Regions from separate parts of the Oryzias latipes genome. Here region 2 is linked to region 1. The links are chromatin contacts, called in public Hi-C maps. All regions are on one chromosome and are shown on one strand. The core of a region is the stretch at or near the end of the contact, and the rest is flanking DNA. Distances in the headings are between cores, read along the strand shown.

Region 1 (4,057 bases), core at 915-3,414:
ATTCTCCATCAAGCCGCTTTGATCTTTAATGGCAAAATGTTTCATCCAGACTTCAGTTTGCTGCCGTCTTCCACTCACGATGAAGTTTAAGCAAATGAAGACCACAACACAAACACGTCCATTCTCACTGCTGTGACACAACAGCTGCAGCAGATGTGTGAAAGCACCACAACACAACCAGCTGCACAACGAGCTGCACAAACATCACCTGAGGAAATCCCCCTCCCAGCAGCAGATCCTCCACCTCTGAGGTCAAAGGGCGGCGCTTAGCCTTGTTATTGCGGTGCCAATCAGCAGGAATGACTCTAAATAACAGGTTCGCGTCCCAGCATGACATCACAGCGTCTTCTGCAGCTTCCATCATAACGAGGAATCTACTGGCCTCAGATCAGCCTCCCAACGCTGCAACCGGCCGCTAATACTTCAGGATCAGCCGCCGTGGATGAGGCGGCTTTATCCACTTATTAGAGGAATGTAATGGAGTCCCGTAATCCAAACCCACCAAAACCTGCCACCATAGGGGGCACAATAGAGAGGCAACACGTTATTCCGGCGCAAAGCTGATGCTAATGTAGCAGGACGGCCAGGCTCACGCCGTTCACACGAGTCCTTCACAGTATCTCCCCTAAAATGATTTTCTCCGTCTTTCCTTCCCTCTCATTGGCCGCCTCCAACAAATGCTGAGCTGGCGGGGCAGATTCTACGCTCCTAATGCCAAATTAAAGGCCGGCTCTTTTATTTTAAATGAGAGAGCCGACAATCTTGATTAGGCTAAAAAGGAGGAGGGGAGAGGAGAGCAGCAGAAATTAAACGCTATTAAAAATAGCCAACATTACATTCATGCCGTCCAGCAGAAATGCTGCTAATTGGCAGATAATCCAGCAGCTCCGGGCTGAGAGCGGCGGGCCTCCTGTCCTCTCCCAAAGTCCTGGGATGGGGTCAGAGCGCGGCGGCGGCAGAGGAGGAGGAGGAGGAGGAGGAGGAGGAGGAGGGATTAGCGCTGGCATTGTTGGCGCTTTCCTCTATAACATGACCTTGACAAGAGTTTGGTCTGCCGCCCCCTCCACCGCCCCCTCCACCGCCGCCTCCACCGCCACCTTCCACTCCTCCAGCAGGAACTTTATTAGGACATAATTGGCCGTTTTAGACGAGCCAAGAGAAACACGGAGCGCAGAGATACCTGGAAGGAAGCGGGAAGACCTTTGAACTTCCTGTTTGGGAAAGTCCAGTGTGGATGGACGAATTTAGACAAACGACACACACATAGATACACACATACACACCTACACACATGTACACATGTATACACGTACACACATGTAATAATCCATTTTTATTTATTTATTTACACACATACACACATGTACACTCCTATACACACACCTATACACACCTATACACACACAAATGCACACGTATACACACACATACACACCCCTTTACACACCTATACACACACATATGCACACCTATATACACACATGCACACGCATACACACACACCTATATACACACATACACACGCATACACACACACACGGCAGATTGAGGAGCCTGATCCGGGCCGCGGTGAGGATCAGAGTCCTCCAACACTTCAGACTCAGGAACAGCTGCTCCTCCTAAAGCGCTGCGGTTTAAGAGCCAGCATGAATGTGGATCCTCGCTGCTGTGGGAAAGCCTGTAAATGTTATGTGTTTTGAAAACGCTTCTGATAATCTTTCTCCTAATCCCCTAATTGGGAGTCAATGCGGCCCTCTGTGAACACAATGCCACTGGCTGGGGGGGTCTGAAAAGGAGCCGTCTCCACCTGATCAACGCGCTTTCACCTCTCTGAGGAGGCTTTCAGGCTGGCCCTCGGCTGAGAAGGTTCCGATGTTAAAGCCCTCCCCATTAAGGTCAGAGACGCGTTTCCACGCAGCGTTTGAACATTTCCTATTTGCATGAAAAAGCCGCTCGGCAAAACTGTAACTTGTGAACTGATCAAAGGCCGGAGGCCGGCCTCCAGCTGAATGGCTTTCCCCCTTTGACACCAAAGAGGCTCTCTTGAGGCGCCTTCACAGCGGCGGCCTTGGAGGTTAGGAAAATGTGGCCCCCCAGACCATACGGGACCATTCTGCAGAATCTGTGCAGCAACACAAGAGAGCCGGGTTGCTGCTGTGGATTAGTCCTTCAACAGGCCGCACTCACATTCCAGCAGAGGGCTTTCATCTCCACGGTGTGTGTGTGGGTTGGCGTGCACGTGTGTGCGCATGTGTGATTGTGTCTTTGCTGTCAATAAATGCAGATCGATTTTTTATTGTTTTAACCCTAAAGTTGCACAAAGTGGACTACTGTTAAACTTAAATTGTGTTTGTGTGTGTGTGTGGGGGGGGGGGGGGGGGGGGGTCTCACCCCAGCACATAAACATTCATGCAAACAAGCTGTAAACGTTCCGACAGACATGCCGGACTGTCCTCAGCTGAATGGGATTCTGGGAAATCTTCAGCATGAGGAGCAGAGATCCCCCCCTGACCAGAAACACGCCGCTCCAGGCCCACGAACCGCTCCGTCTGGCCGCGGCCCCCACACTCCCCCCCTGTGACTCAGCTGGTTTCACTTAGACAACATGGAGAGAGGAGGTCACGGGGTCGCGGCGTGACCTCATCAAATTAGCCCCAACCCAGTGAGGTGTTTAGCACCAGTTAAAACAAGTAATCTGAAGAGCATTAAATGCAAATGCGACGGCCATATGCCCACTTCAAACGCCAGAGCCCCCTCCTGCCCCTTACACGGGGGGGGGGGGCAATTGGGATGAGCCCCCACCGTGCTGACCACGTGCAAAACATTGTATGTGCCGGTCCACGTGTTTGATCGGTGTTCTGAGAAAGACCTGCGAGCTCTGCAGGTTCCTGCAGGAACGTGTCCTCTACACGGACTCCGCTGCTCATCCGGACCTGAAACCGGGAATCCCACATGCAGCCGCTGCTCATCCGGACCTGAAACCGGGAATCCCACATGCAGCCGCTGTTGCTTCCAGAGCTGTCCAGGAGTTCACGGAGGAGCAGGAAAAAATAACAGCACTTTTGCAGTGCTTCATAAACGCTCCACCATGTGCCCCCGTTAGTGAGAGTGAGGGCTGTGAAGATTACGGGTGAAGACTGATTTGGCCCCTCCGGGCGGCGGCCGAGCCGGGAACATGTGGCAGCTCATATGTGCTAATAAGCACCTGTGGAGAGGAGGAGGAGGAAGCAGAAAGGCCTGCAGGGCCTGCCACCTGCACAGACCTCCACGGTGCCTCTGACTCACAAACCCGACAAACACTAACGGTCCTCCGCTCAGCAGAGAGAGCAGCAAAGTGGGATTCACAAAGTTCTTGCTTTGAGTTTTCAGCCCAAAAATGCTATAATTTCATCTGCAGGCGCCGGTACTTCCTGCAAACTCACTCCGGCGCACACAGACGAAACGCCGCTGCAGGAAATCGACATTTCCTGCAGAGCTCTCTAGAAATGTACATCCCATAAACACCCTGCTGATGGACTTAAACGACTCACAGATTTAATTACTTGCAGCGGGGTTGACCTGATATCAGCGTTTAACGATAATAACTCTCAGTGATGTGAAATGACTTCTGAAGCGTGTCATGAGGAGCGGATTCAGACCCGCTTCCTGTTCCCGGTCGGCCGCATGTGTGCAGCCCACTTTTTCAGGCTTCATCTTATGCGAAATGGCGCACAGCTGCTCAGCGTGAGAGCATGAAGACATAGTGGAAGAGCGTTCCTCACTCCAGCTGGGCACGCCTCCTTTCACAGGAGCGTGGTCATTTTTCCCTTTTCCCGCCTGATCAGACGCCGCCGTGCTGCCGAGGTCTGGGGGTTCTCAGCAGCAGATGTTAGCGTGCGTCAGGCCGGACCGTGCCGGTTTACGAGCCGCCGGGTCCCATGTGAGAGCTCCGTAAACCCCGGTGAAACCTGCCACCGTTCAGAAAATATGCATGTGTGTAATCAGTGCAAAGGGATGCACCATTTCTACAGCCAAACAGAAGGTTCATCAGCCGGCGGTGATTTATAGAATTTCATAT
Region 2 (4,529 bases), core at 670-3,169, 160 kb after region 1:
CTGTTTCCGGACGCACCGAAGCCTCCAAAACATGGTTTCCCGCCGCCCCACTCCCGCGGTTCTTACCTGAGTTTCCGTGAGGCTAAGGCTGTGCGCGAGCTGCTTCCTTTCTGCTCCCACCACGTAATGGTTCTTCTCAAACGCGTGCTCGAGCCGCAGCAGCTGCGACGGGGAAAACGCTGTCCGGATTCTCTTTGGCTTTCTGGCCAGCGCGTTGTGCAAAAGGAAACTTTCTGGACTCGTTTCGTTTCCTGCAAACAAGAGAAGTAGAATTCAGCGAAACGACCGAGAAGAAAAAACAACAAACCAAAAAAACACACACACACACACACACACACACAACTACAAACAGAAAATAACAAAATAAAATTAAAAAAGCCGAGAATTCGCTGGAAAAATCCACAAACTGGTTTTAACTGGATTCTTAACTAAACACTAAAACTGTTATATAAAATATGTTCATTTTTAATTCATAATAAAGACCAGAAATCTTTTGAAGACCCCACCACCATATCCTACCCCCCCACCCCACGCGCGCATGACGGACAGACAAACAAAGCACTTGCTGGTTCATAAAACATCATTTTAAAAATAACAGACATTTACGAAGCAACAATTAAATGATAGAAAAAATTCTAAATATTTTTGGAGAGAAAATATTTAGAATTATTTCGTTTTAAACTATTAAACTATTATTTTAACCTCTATGTACGAAATGACAAAATGTTTATTATAGAAAAATGAGCAAAAAGTCACGGAGAGCAGCAAACGAATGAAGGGAGCGCAGGTCAAATTTAATTTCGTTAAAATATTTTAAAGTATTTATTTTTTGTAAAAGAAAAACACGAAATAAAAAATATTCAACTTAAAGACCAGTAAAAATATTTTTCCTGGACTGGAGGTTGAAAGTCAAATATTTGTTCTCGTTCAATCAACAAATTTCACGTTTTTAAATATAAATATTTAACAAGAAATATAATAATTAACGGTTTTGAAATATGATGGAATTGAAGGAAAACTCCGTTAAAGCAGCAGAAGCGACGTTTTTTGCGCAGAAATCTTCTTTTATTTGAAATGTAAAGTATTTTATTTTAAAATAAATGTGTTTTTCTGCTGATCGGCTCCAAAAATGTCCAAAATGCCGCAAAATAAGTTTGATTTAGATTTTGTCTGACGGTGTAAAATGCGTGACGCCGCTCCAGCACGTGCGTAAAACGGTAACACTTCCAAACTCACCTTGAAATCTGTGACCCAAGTACCTATATCTGTGTAACAACCAGGGGTAGAACGTCGAGGGGTCCCTTTGCTGGCTGGCGAAAAGCGGGTGCGGGCTGTGTGAAGAGGAAAGCGGGTGTGCGGCCAGCGCGTGCGGCGGGGCCACCGGATGCACCGGCACCGCGGAGTTCGGCGGATGAGACACCGCCTCGGCGAACACCAAGTCCGGGTTTGAGTACACGCCCCTGCTGCCGGAGTGGAAGCCGTTGAGAAACGGGTTCATCTGGCCGGAGTTTGCATAGCTGAGAGCCGCGGGCCTGATGGGTTCCTCGGAACGGGACACCGGAACCGGATTATCCTTCGCCACTAAAGACTCTATCGTAAAACACCTCTTGGGTGTGGGTTGAAACATGGTCTGATAGTCCAGATTCCCCAGTTTAGGTGGAAGTCGTCGCCGGCGCTCGTGCTGTGAAATACTCCACACCCACGGAAAGGGAAAGTTTTTGCGCAGCAAACAAGTTGGAAAAGACGCGGCGCGGAAACCGAGAGGCGTCCCGGACTAATCCATGGATGTGATCGCTTTCCGCAGCAGCTTCGTCCAGCAGATTTGTTAGTTCATGAGCCTAATTAGCGCTGCAGCCCCATAAACAGCTTCCTCTGACGGCCGGAGTGGCATGCTGATTGGTCGCTGCTGCTGCCTTAAGGTGGAGAAGAGGACGACGCTTAAAAAGTGCGTCAATGGGAGCAGGGGTGCGCGCGCGGAGAGGCGGACCCCAACGCGCAACACGGAACGGATTCGTCCAGAGTGAAGCATTCGCGCACACGCATGCGCGCGCGTAAATGTCTCCGGGACATTTAACTTATTCATCCGAACCAGAACAGCACAGGGTAGCGCGCAGCTTTGCGTTAAGGCCTGCGGTGGAAACGCAGCGGCTGCGGGTCTATTTGGAATTCTGTGGCCCACAGCGGCGCGCAGATCTTCACGCTGATCTCTCCTCTATTTTCATTTCTTGTCTTGTCTTTTCTGTTTTTTTTTAATGTAGAAAACTTCTTGAAATGGATTTCATTGGATGTTGTCTTTGCGTTTGTTCCTTTCTAAAGTGCGGGGGAAGGTGCGGGACGGTCAGCGTCCGTCTCCTGTGCGGATCAAAAACACACAAACACCTGAGGGGGGCTGTTCCAGAGTGAAGGCGCTCAGGTGTTCATCCACCTGCAGTAGCGGCGGCCGCGCGCCGCCGGCCTCCGTTCGGACGGGAGCAACAGACGAAGGCGGCCCGAAAACTCACGAACGTTTTCGTGAATTTTGTTGTCGAAAATGTTGTTTTTGATTCAGAAAACAACATTTCGTTAATTTTTGAAAATGTCCTTATTATGTTTTTATTTTTTCACTTTGTTATGTTTGTATTATTTGTGTCAAAATAGCAGCAAATTACAAACAATAATTTCTGAAATGTCTGTGAAATAATAAAACCTTTAATTATTTACTAAAACATTGATCTGCATTTGAAGTGCAGCTAAATTAAATTAAATTCGTTTTATTTTAAAACTCCATTAAAAATGTTTTTAGAGTCATTTTTTCTGGAGATATTTTTTATATTTATATATAGTTTTTTATATAGTTTTTATATTTATATATAGTTTGAGTATTTTCTTTCTATTTTGAAATTCCGTCTTTAGTTCTTCCTGCCGTATGAAGCCAAATGGGGGGAGGGGGGCAAACCAGAATTTATTATTAAAAAACAAATATACATTTCATGTTTTTTCCTTTATTTTGAACATTCTTTTGTATTCATCTTATCGTCCATCCTTGGTTTTTATCTTTGGGTGAACACAAACCGCCCCCCCCCCCCCCCCCCCCATAAAAACCTCGGTCTTTGCGGCTCTGCCGCCCCCTGCTGGCTGAAAGGATCATTTTGTAACATCGGCTGCTTCCTTCCTGGTCTGGAAAAGTTACTTTTAGAATTCAGTCTCTGTTTGTTTCTATTTTATTTATTTTCTTTCAGTTTTTTCTCTGAATTTTGGCAATTAGAAAATCTCACGAGCTTTTCAGGTGTAATTAGTCGTTTATTTTGTATTTTATACGGCGGACATTATTGATGAGTTTTGTACATTTATTTTTCAGGTTAACTAATCTAATGAATGTTTAATTGACTGAACAATGGATTAGATGGATCTCTACAGTTACTTCCAGATATCATTCTTTCTACTTTTTTTCTTGAATGAAAATTGGATTTGTATATGACTTACACGTGTTTCCCCATATTTCCATGCAGTTTATATGTGGAACAATCTATTGTATACTAAATGCAAAGCTTTTTTGTCCAAAGACGTTTTGATTTTACAGAGAATTCCAAAATGTTTTGCCACTGATGTTTTAATAATATGAGGTCCTTCATTAACAATTTTCCTTCCTTGACTCTATTTTAGTACTGTCTATTTTAAATGAAATATCCAGATTTGTATTCCTATTACTATTCTACTTTTAGTACCTTTTAGTACAATAGCCAGACTAACCAGTTTTCAGACCTCAGTAGAATTACATATCTCCGTTACTCTCAGCTCTGATGATTTTCTTAGTAAAATCTCAAATATTAGACATAAGTTAAATCAAGTTATTCCTACTATCAGCCCAGAACAGGCTGAAGCGGTAGAAAAGGAGGCATCCATAGAAACCTCTGTAACATTGGACTGCTTCACTGCTGTGGATCAATATGTGGAAATAACATCAATTATTACGTCCTCCAAATCCTCAACGTGTCTGTTAGACCCAATTCCCACTAGACTTTTTAAAGAAACTTTTCCCCTAATTTATGATCCCATATTAACAATGATAAATGCCTCTCTGGAAACGGGTTACGTGCCACAGTCTTTTAAATATGCAGTTGTTAAACCTCTTCTGAAAAAGCCCAGTTTGGATCCTAGCATCTTGGCCAACTATAGACCGATATCAAACTTGCCCTTTATTTCTAAAATCCTAGAAAGAGTTGTAGTTAAGCAGCTTTACTGCCACCTACAGGACAACAGCCACTTTGAAGACTTTCAGTCGGGGTTTAGACCTCACCACAGTACGGAAACTGCACTAGTTAGAGTCTCTAATGACTTGTTATTGGCCTCAGAAAAGGGACTACTTTCTATTCTGGTCCTGTTGGACCTCAGTGCAGCCTTTGACACTATCGACCACGGTATTTTACTCCATAGATTAGAGCAGGACATAGGGATCAGAGGATCTGCTCTCCAGTGGTTTAAATCCTATCTGTCCCATAGGTATCAGTTCGTTAATGTAAATGGCCATTCCTCTCAGTGCACTCGAGTCA

Evidence for each region. A called contact is a pair of places that touch in the nucleus more often than the background predicts.
Region 2: a Hi-C map of embryo shows a contact between it and region 1, with 2.4 times the contacts expected there. The contact joins the promoter of emx2 here to the enhancer-like site in region 1. A contact is called at or near these places in 3 of 5 Hi-C or Micro-C datasets (all in embryo).

The regions. Positions count from the first base shown.
Region 1 is chr15:30,099,722-30,103,778 of ASM223467v1, forward strand. No RefSeq gene overlaps it. Among protein-coding and RNA genes, the nearest start is that of rab11fip2, 26 kb to the right of the region's middle. Within about 2 kb of position 2,165, at least 5 of the 8 cell types and tissues checked have an H3K27ac peak or open chromatin away from gene starts, as enhancers often do. A contact at or near this core is called in embryo, where this site is marked.
Region 2 is chr15:30,260,863-30,265,391 of ASM223467v1, forward strand. It overlaps emx2 (homeobox protein EMX2), which reads right to left and starts at 1,920. Exons shown (of 3, transcript XM_004077518.4): 1 at 1,237-1,920; 2 at 67-251. The coding sequence starts at 1,627.